3 separate regions of the Mus musculus genome follow, and regions 2 and 3 are each linked to region 1. The links are chromatin contacts, called in public promoter capture Hi-C and targeted proximity ligation maps. All regions are on one chromosome and are shown on one strand. The core of a region is the stretch at or near the end of the contact, and the rest is flanking DNA. Distances in the headings are between cores, read along the strand shown.

The links. Capture Hi-C pulls out chosen DNA fragments and counts their contacts.
Region 2: a targeted proximity ligation map of regulatory T cells shows a contact between it and region 1, with 7 times the contacts expected there. A contact is called at or near these places in 11 of 39 promoter capture datasets (the 3T3-L1 cell line, 3T3-L1-derived adipocytes, the C10 cell line and 6 more), 5 of 484 Hi-C or Micro-C datasets (cerebral cortex, embryonic stem cells, nephron progenitors and 2 more), 14 of 130 datasets of targeted methods (Th17 cells, cardiomyocytes, embryonic stem cells and 6 more) and 3 of 9 other capture datasets (adipose tissue, liver and macrophages).
Region 3: a promoter capture Hi-C map of liver shows a contact between it and region 1, with 4 times the contacts expected there. A contact is called at or near these places in 10 of 39 promoter capture datasets (the 3T3-L1 cell line, 3T3-L1-derived adipocytes, HPC-7-derived erythroid cells and 5 more) and 2 of 9 other capture datasets (liver and macrophages).

Annotation. Positions count from the first base shown.
Region 1 is chr15:74,762,292-74,765,558 of GRCm38.p6, forward strand. It overlaps Ly6d (lymphocyte antigen 6 complex, locus D), which reads right to left and starts at 1,276. Exons shown (of 3, transcript NM_010742.1): 1 at 1,218-1,276; 2 at 460-558; 3 at 1-297. The coding sequence starts at 1,269. The coding sequence ends at 65.
Region 2 is chr15:75,059,053-75,062,212 of GRCm38.p6, forward strand. It overlaps the pseudogene Gm5960. Among named protein-coding and RNA genes, the nearest start is that of Ly6c1, 12 kb to the left of the region's middle.
Region 3 is chr15:75,214,653-75,218,218 of GRCm38.p6, forward strand. Ly6g2 (lymphocyte antigen 6 complex, locus G2) reads left to right here and starts at 1,726. Exons shown (of 5, transcript NM_001371105.1): 1 at 1,726-1,760; 2 at 2,032-2,102; 3 at 3,063-3,179. The coding sequence starts at 2,033.

The DNA.
Region 1 (3,267 bases), core at 26-2,525:
AGCATGGGCCGTGGGGACACTGACGACTAGAAGGGAAGGGGCAAGGGAAATTCCAAGCAGTACATTACAGGCAGAGAGCCATAACAGTGAGCAGGCTGAGGCTCGTTGCCAGGCCCAGGGTGACACTGCTGAGCAGGGCATGTCCAGGTGCAGCGCTGACCAGCCTCTCGTTGCATAGGTCAGTCTGGCAGCATTGTGTGACCTCGGAACCACTGCTGACATGGCCCTGCTGGCTGTAGTCGGAGGTGCATGAGTTTGCACACTCTTTCCTCACCAGGTTCCCATTCAGAGGCTCCACTGCACACAGAAAGGAAAAGGGCATCAGGCCTGACTTAGTGTACCCTGGCTCCCACCGAGCATCACCCACTCTTGACCACCACTTTCACCACGACTGGCCCATTCCCAGGATCAAGCCTAGGGCTGATCTCTTGGCCCTGAGGGACTTGGGCTGCCACTCACCTGAGGTGACGGTTTTGCAGAAGTAGAAGTTGGACGGGCAGACCTGAGGGTTCTTACAGTTGGCACTGTTGGTGCACACGTGACATCGAAGTGCCCAGGCTGAAGGATGAGGGTTATTGAGTCAGTCAAGTAAAGGTCTTTGCCCCAACCAGAGCCTTCGGAATTTGTCACCCTAACCTCTGCCCCAGATGCCACAAAGCTCGTGCCTGTGTTTGGCTCAGAGGGTGTCTAGATATTCCTTAAAGCCCTAGAGAGGACATTCTAGTCAGTGCCACCCCTGGGCAGAGGTGAGAAAGCAGAGGGAGTACGGAGAAGAGAGACTTTTCAAGAACCTCAGGAGATTCCTGGTCTTTGCTAAGTGTCCTCCACACCAAAGGTCTGAATTCTGAAGAGCCCGGAGAAAGAGGGACTTGACCACCCTAGTGTTGCCCAGGACAGATAAGAGGTGGCAAAGGCAGTAAGGGAAACCTCTCAAGATATCTCCAGCTCTCCTCTCTCTCAAAATGCCCCTTTTCTAAGAGTTAGTGCAAAAATTGCCTGATTCTGAAATAGTGTGATTTTAAGATCCGGTGAGTTAAGATATCAAACTCATTTTGTTTTAAATGTTAAGAGCCAAGCACCCCTAGCGTTCTCCGAGCCTAAATTCCATCTTCCCTCATTTGATGACATTCTGTCAAGCCCAGCCTGCCTAGGGATGAGTGTCTAGCATCTAGACAAAGCTATCCACCCCTTCCCAGCCCCCAAGTGCAGCCGCTCACCTGGGCTAGTGGCCACAGCCAAGACAAGGAGGACGAGCAGAGCTGTCTTCATCCTAAACATCATCTGGAAGCACTGGGGACCCTTTCTCTCCCCAGATCTTATAGATGAGACAGGAGCTGTGGGAGGATCGAGGGCAGGCCAGAAAGCAGCATGCAAATCAGGTCCACCCCACCCTTCCTGGCCCCATGCCCTCAGTACAGGCTTGGCTTCTGCCACCTGGAGGGACTGGAGTGCCTGGTCCCCTCAGCCCCGCAGCCTTCCTGAGCAGGGTTGGCTGTGGTCAGAAGCCTGGCAGACCATTCTGGTTCTTGCTCCAGACACTGGATGCTGTTGAGTCTCCATCCCTCCTGCTGTTGTCTCTGCCGCTCTCTCTGGCTCTCCGTTTCCTTGTGGATTGCGTGCCTGTACCTGGGTCACCTTGTCTTTGCCTTTCTGTTTCTGTCTGTTACTCTCGGCATCTAATCACCACTGGGTAACTCTTTCAGTCACAGCCTATGCTGGAAGTCTCAATACCTACAGGTTGGGAGGCGCAGAGCACCTTCTTCTGCTCTGGGCTCAGTGCATCGTTGACCCAGTGGGGACTTGGATCAAGGACCCAACCCCAGGGGAAACAAATGGTCCTTGTGGAGGTGACTGTGGGGTCAGGAGAGAGAAGTGAGTCTCTGTGTGTGCTGGGTATGGCCAGGTTAGGGCTATGAAGATCCCAGATCAAGTGAAGCAAAGCTATGGCTACTTGTTGGGGTCAGCGGACAAGTGTCCTTAGAACTTTCATGTGGTTCTTCTTGAGGCAGGTTTTGGACTTGGCAGGACCTGGAATCTGGAAGTCACTTGGATAAGAGCCCCTGGAGAAGGTCCAGCTCTGTCCCAAGCCTTCCCCTGTGTTGCTAGGTAATATCTGCCTCCCCTGGATTTGCTTATGGCACCTGGAAGGCCACAGGAAAGGCCTGAAATTCAGGGTCCCTGCTTCCTTGGAAAGGCCCGTACAGCTCCAGCCCCTCTTCCCTGAATACATCAGACATAGGGAGAATGAGTGGGCAGAGGGATAGGAGGGTGGTTCTGAGCCTTGGGAACAGAACTTGGGACTCCGTGACAGGGCGGTGACAGAAGAGTTGGCAAACAGGGGAAGATGAGTCATTGGAAAACTGCTGGAAAAACAGGTTTGGAGCTACTCCTGGGCTCAGTGGAGTTCTGGGGTCTGGGAATGAAGGGCAGACAAGAAATGGGGAGTCTGGGCCTGAGATTGAGAGCAGGGTGCAACAGGCTTCACACTTACACCCTGGGTAGGAGGATGTATCGGCATGCTTGCTTGCTCCCAGGGACCTCAGCCTTCATGTTGGGTCTTGGATCTGTGAGATCCATGGTGAGAAGGGTCTTTGTCCTTGGAAGATCTGCTAGGAGGATGTGTCAGCTGTCTGTTCCCAGCTGTGCTCTATAGAAGTATAAAAGAGCCACATACTAAATTTGTCCTTAGAAGACTCTGTGATTCCGGTGGCAGGAGCACTTGTGGGTATTGAGGCACTCAACAAGGGTCCTGTTGGAGGTGGCCAGGCTGGAACTTGGAGGCAGTTACACATAGAATGGGCACAGGCACCATCAGTTCCCTCACTGTCTGCTGTCCGTACCCACTTCATGCGGAGCCACTGCTTTGAGAACATGGGCCCTCTAGGTCCTGGTTCACAGCTTCCGGGGTCTGGGGCTGAGATCTAATTTCCCCCTTGGAGATGTTGGCAGAAGAATATTGCCCAAGAAGTGGGATGAATGGGACACAGGGCAGGGAACACTATTGTCTGCCCCTCAGACTTGGCTGTTCCCTTATCTCAGCAGGACTGGCCAGGAAGTTGAGAGACAAGCCTGGACTTCTGTCTGGCGCAGAGGTCACCCTGCTCATGTCTCTCCCCCTTGCATTCGTGGCTGAGACACAGAGATAACAAGAACCACGTGAGCGGCTCAGAAGAAAGGCATATGGGTGAAGAAAGAGCAACAGATCACCACAGCTCTTCTGAAAGTACAGTCCAGGGGTCTTTCCGGGCCTGAAGAGGGCACTCAGTA
Region 2 (3,160 bases), core at 414-2,913, 300 kb after region 1:
GTGCTCCTACCAGAAACCACAATAAACATGCCATTGAAATGGACGCCCTGGTCATTTTGGGCTTCTAATGCCATTAAACCAACAGGCTAAGAAAGGAATAACAGTGTTAGGAGGAGTAGTAGATCCAGATTACCATGGGGAAATTGGATTGTCTCTCTAGCAATGGATGTAAGCAGGATTATGTCTGGAGTGCACGAGATCCCTTAGGGCTTCTCTTAGTTCCATCATATCCTGTGATTAAAGTCAATGGAAAACTACAACAGCCCAATCCAAGCAGGATGACAAAGGATGCAGACCCATCAGGAATGAAGGCATGTGTCAATCCTCCAGGAAAAGAGCCTAAGCCTGCTGAGATGCTTGCTGAGGGTGGAGGAAATACAGAATGGGTTGTAGAGGAAGGTAGTTATAAATAACAGCTAAGTCCATGTAACAATTGGCAAAAATGAGGATTATAAAGTAATATGAATGTTTCTCTTTTATTTTGTTAAGAACACATTTGTCTTTCTCCAATTTCTGTGAAGTCAATTGGTATTTAAGTTGAGATACAAAAAAATGTTCCTAAGGGACATTGGCCCATTTAAATTTAAAAATGCATTTGGGATTATAGAGGGGATAGTTGTATCATGTTAGGCATATTCATGACCTTCTTATTGTTTCAAGTGGACATGAGACATTCTTTATGTCAAGTTGAGAAGGGATGGATTGTAGTGGCTATTCCTGGTTGTCAACTTGACGATATCTGGAATGCACTACCATCCTGAATTGGAAGGCTCTTCTATGACCCTGATCTTGACGCTGGGACATGCAAGTTTCTGACCTGAATCTTGGCATGGAGATCTTGAGGCATAGTGGCTATGAATCCCAGGAGACTAAAGCAAGGAGGTCTCTGAGTTCAAGGTCATCTGGGACAAAGCAAGGCCCAGATCTAGGCATTGTGGCACATACCTTTAATCTGGGCCACACCTTCTGCTGGAGTCTAACATAAGGACATTGGAAGAAGGAAGATTTTCTCGTTTGTCTGTTTGCCTTGTGGCACTGAATAATTGCTAGATCTTTGGACTTTCTTTCACAGGTTCTACTGACCATTGTTGGGGAGTTAGACTACAAACTGTAAGTCATTAACAACTTTCCTTACTATATAGAGACCACCCATAAGTTCTGTGATGCTAGAGAACCCTGACTAATTACAGGGGTTCAGTCCAGTATCATCAAGGTGGGAACATGACATCATCCAGACAGATGTGATGTTAGAGAAGTTTAGAGTTCCACCTCTTATTCTGAAGGCACCTAGAAGAAGACTGCCTTCCAGGGAGCTAATAAGAGGGTCTTAAACCCCACGTACACAGTGACACATCTACTGTAACAAGGCCATACCTCCTAACGGTACAACTCCCTGGGCCAAGCATATAAAAACCAGTACAAACAACAATACACAACTGAAGAAAGTTTAAAGCAGCTTTTCAACCTTCAAAATTTGCAGCCACATGTGTTGAAACCCTGAGCCCTAGCACCTAGCCTGGATTGTCACAGGGCTATTAACTAAGATAAAATGAGGCATTTAAAGAAGATCATTCCCAACTCAATTGATCTATGAATAGAGGAGATCAGGGCATGGAGATGTGCAGAGCTAACCACCTGAAGACTGGAGGAGAAGATGCCACCTGCTGGCCAAGCAGAGGAACTACCTCTGTCCACAAGGCTCTCAGGCTCTTACCTCCAACCCTCTGTAAGCCAGTCTGGCCTTGAACTTGAAGTCCTTTAGTACTGGGATCATAGGTGTGTTCTCCATGCCCTGCTCTCCACACCCTCTATTAAAGGATTTACCTGGAAAAGCAGAATGTTCCATCAGTAAGGTCCTGTAATAATAGGAAGAGCTAAGGGAGAAAGTCAGCCAAAATACAGGATATGAGGTCAACACACAAAGCCAGGGATTTTTTGTTTTTTATAGACTACCAAGGAAGAGCAAGAAGAAGTGAAGAGAACACTTCTTTTTACAATAACCTAGAGAAGAAGCAAACACCTAGGCATATGTTTAAACAAAGTGGCACAAGCTTAGGATATTAAAAGCAATGAAGTGAAATAAATGAAGGAAGGCCTAAAAATGGAAGTGTGTTTGAGGCTTAAAAATAGGAAATATTTTAATTAATTAATAATTACTATTTATTAATCGTGTATGTTTATGTGCACATGTGCGTGTAACAAGTGCATGTGTACAGGTCACAAGGCAACTTAAAGGAGTTCTTCTTCTACTGTGTGGATTCCAGGCTCAAACTCAGATTGTCAGGTGGAGGGTGGAGAGACAGGAGAGAAGGAAGGGAAGGAGAGAGGGAGGAGAGGGAGGAGAGGGAGGGAGGGAGGGAGGGAGGGAGGGAGGGAGGGAGGCAGGCAGGCAGGCAGGAAGGCAGGAAGGCAGGAAGGCAGGAAGGCAGGAAGGCAGGAAGGCAGGAAGGCAGGAAGGAAGGAAGGAAGGAAGGAAGGAAGGAAGGAAGGAAGGAAGGAAGGAAGGAAGGGAGGAGAGGGAGGGGATGAAAAAGGCAAGGAGTGGTTCCTACTGAAATTCACATGAAATTGGAAGAGTCACAGAATTTTCTGGTGCAATTCTATAATCCCAGGACTCCAAAGCCAGGGGAGATAGGATCAGAAGTTCAAGAGCATCCTCAAAGTCTTAGAATGTTCATGGGTTACTTGAAATTCTGTCTCAAACTAAACAAAACAAAACAAAACAAAAACAAAAACAAAAACAAAAACCAGTGTAATACAGACAGGTATGAGTAGAGTCGAGAAGCCCACACAAACCCATGTACATGCTGGGTGATTATTAACAGTAGGGCCATGTCTGTCCGTGTCGACAATAATAGTGTTTCCACAGCTGACTCTGGAATAGCTGAGTACTGTGAATGGAGTGATCCTTACCTCACACAACACACCAAAAAATTAGTAAAATAAAATAATTAAAATCATCAAATAGATCCATAGCTTCATCTCAAGAGCTAAGCAGTCACTCAATGACAAATTCTTCCGCTTTTAAGGAGGAAAGTTGTTTAATTTTCAGTTTTTGTGCTTCTTTGTTTCAGATAATGCCCTTCAAAGAAAGCCACTTAGAACCAGCCCAAAGCTCCTGTCTTCACTCATCCAGACCTTAAACTCGCTGGTTGTCATG
Region 3 (3,566 bases), core at 476-2,975, 450 kb after region 1:
GGGAAGGCTTTACTGAAGATGTGAAGGAGAGTACAGCTAGAGGCATCTGGAGGAGTTCGGAAAAGAGTAGACCAAACATGCCATGGGTGGGTGGGGGGGGGAGTGATGGAGGATGAAAAAGAGAGGAAGACAAAAGGAGAGAGCAAAAGGAAGGGGGGGGGACAAGAAGGTTCATGGTTCAAATGGCAGGGTTATATAGGAATGAGAAGCAAGGGATGTTTAGGACAGGGGTCAGGTGAGAACAGCTGAGAGGAGCCACAGGTACTGAGGGAGCCTGAAGGCCAGGGCCTGTCTTGGTATGCCAGTAGGTACCACAGAGTGCCACTTGTCCCTTCTGATAGCAATGATGAATGACTGGTTTGGGAAAGAAGGAAATGGGTGCCAGAATTTGGGAGAGTGGCAGTCCCTTTGACCCTGACAAGTAGGAAGTGTTCTCATACCTATGAAATCTTGACAGCATGGCTGCCTAAACAAGACTTGGCTCCAGATAACAAAAACAGACAGACCCGCTATCACAGAAGGGTAAACCTTGTAGGTCCCAGCCTTAGACAAAGAACTGCAGGTACCAAAAAGTAATTGTGAGAGTTAAACAGTCTTCCATGGGGAAGAGCTCCCAAACTAAGGCCAAGTACTCAGCTCTGAAATCAGATTCCTACAACTAACATTATACAGCCTGAGCACCTTGTATTTATATAGTCAGGAACATATGTGTTCAAGTGTTTTTGTTTGGGGATAACAACAATAAAATAAAATTTGGGAGTCCAAGTGGGTTATATGGGAGGAAAGGAAGGGGGAAATGATGTAACAGCTTAATTTAAAAATATTTTAAAAATTTAAAAGCACATGAGAATATGAATGCTATTACATATGGTGAAAACATAATTCTTTTTAAAAGTAAGGTATATTCTTTTTAAACAATTCAGGAGATCACACTCCCTATACATTAGATTTGAATCCATCTGTGATATTATTTAGACAACTATTTCTCACTAGTCTTTTTATTCTTGGTAAGGAAGCTATCTGGACATCATCGGCCCACTATTGTTGTAACTTAGAAGTCAAATTATAGTTAAATCTCTTCCCCCCACCCTGCTCTAATATCCATCAGAGAGGGGCTTTGTGCCGTGATCTAGCCACTCCAACAGGTACCAAAGTATCTGCAAGCCATCTCTCATCTCTCAAACCCAGCCTTCAAGACTAAAAGGAAAAAATAATGAGAAAGAATCTGTGGACTTTAGTTCCAACAATGTAAACTGCCCGTTTCTCTGGCTTCCTCTCCCCTCTGCCTAGGGCTTGTAAAAGATAGGAGAGAACCTAATCAGACGTGCCTAACATCTGACCTAAGAGGAAAGTCTAAAGTGCATCCCGAATCTTATAGAAGTGAATAGAAAGGAGCCAGCCGCTGTGAGAAAGGCATGAGAGGTTGTAGGTTCACAAACATTTGCCCCCTTACCTTGCTTTCTGAATGGCAAGCACAAGTCACCTGTGGCCCCTGCTCTTCTGACATCCTAGTCCTCCTGAATAATGGTCCCGCCCCAACTGAGTGGTTGTCCCTCACCAACTGATATAAATCTAGCTGACTAGGTCACCAACAAACCATGCTATCTCTTACAAAATAAACATGATGGTCAGAAGGAAGTAAGTACTGAAGCCCCTCCCTTTTCAGGAATCCAGCTGGGAGGAGCTGGGGAAAGAGTAAAGTACTTCAGTCCACATCTGATTGACCTTTCCACTGTGCCTGCAACCTGGTCCGGGAGGAAGTAAGGACTGGTGTCAGGAGGGAGCTGCTAGGTGACAAAGGGAAGAGCCCTCAGGATAGGGCTGTGGTGGGAGTGTGGGATTATGAAGGAAACGCTGGGTGGGTGGTGGGTGAGAGAAGTAGACAGACATGTATTCCTTGGTGAAAGCTGTGTGGGGGTTGGAGGGAGGGAAGATTGGATGCCTGAGCTCTGTGAGAGCCCAGGGATGTGATTGGTGATTTATTAACTGGCTCCAACTTCCAAGGTTTTATCTGTGTACCCTTTCTCCAAGGATGGACAGTTCTCATGCTACAAGGACCTGTGTGTTCATCCTTCTTGTGGCCCTATTGTGTGCAGAAGGAGGTGAGATGGAAAATGGGAGAGGAGCAGGAGGGTACAATGGAGATGGAAAAGGGCCTCAGGGTTGTAGGTACTCCTATTGTGTGCCCAGGACCCTGGGTATGCTGTGGCCAGTCGACTGGGGATTTGCTTGTGGTGGGTGAAGCCTCCTGTGCTGGGGTGCTTTACTGGGTCTGTAAACCAGACCCTGCTTTGCAACAATCAAAACATGCCAGAAGGACTCTTGGACCTCACTACCTGTGCCAGGAACCCTGGCCACCAGAGCAGTCTGTCCTTAGACTCTACCCTGCTGCCCTGGCCTCCCAGTCAGGACACTGGCCTGTGTGCACACAAACTGGCAGAGCCTTCTTTTCCTCCCAGCTGCCAAGTTAAGTGGTGTGGAATCCTTAATGCCTGACATTTGGCTTTTCCTTTTGCCCCAGCCAATGAGACCTGAATGCCAGAACTTCACAACTCTAAGAGCTCTGAGCTCTCAGATGCCTCTATACTTCTAGTCACATCTTTATTTGGGGAAGCCTCATAGTGAGCCTCAGCTTTGAGCTGGACAGTGGGAAGTTATGTGATCTGTCATGGGCCAATAACCAGGGGCCAGCTCTGCATGTTAAGGGTGGGACAGGTCAGAAGAGCCCTCTCCATCTGAGGGCCCCAGTAACTACTTACACACCCACTCACAGGTTCAGCAGACATTTGGTATCTATGTCTTCCCAATATGGTGAATGTGTCTCAAATACCTCTAGGGGTGCAGGTCTCTTCTGTGGGGCTGGCTAGTTGAGACAGCAGTACAGAGCACATTTGAACAATGGATGCTCTTGTTTTGCTTTTGCTTTTCGTGGAGGTGAATGGGCAGCAATGTCCTTGCTCTGTTCTAGTGGCCAGCAGCTGTGTGGACTTAAAGACATTGAGAGGACATGTTTGGCCTAGGAAGGGCATGCCCTAGCACTCATGTATTGTCTTCTTTCTCAGCTCAGGGGCTGGAGTGCTACTGTTGCCTGGGGGTCCCACTTGAGACTTCCTGCAAAACAATGACCTGCCCCTACTCTGATGGATTCTGTGTTACTCAGGAAGAAGAAGTTATTGTGGGTATGTGCCCTGTGGCCTATAAAAGGTGGCTGAGTGTGGCTTTGGAGCAAATGTTGGGTCTGTTACTTGTGGACCATGGTTTCCCTCCCTCCAAGTACAGCTTTCCTGTGATTGAAGTGAGACTCCTGCAATGTGGGGAACGTTGGAGTCCAGGGATGTGCTGAAATGTGGATTTTAAAGCAGGGCTGCCCATTTGCATGGATGGTGTTCATCTGTCATCAGTGCAGTTATGTGATGCTCTTGCCAGTACTTTATGTCTAGGATCTCATTGGATCACTGACAGACCAGGAGAGCTGGAAGCATCTAATGAGTCTTTGCATATAAAGAAGGAATCTGGAGCTTAGGCTAAAGGAATGACTTAGGAATGTTGATAGAAAGGAGATCTTA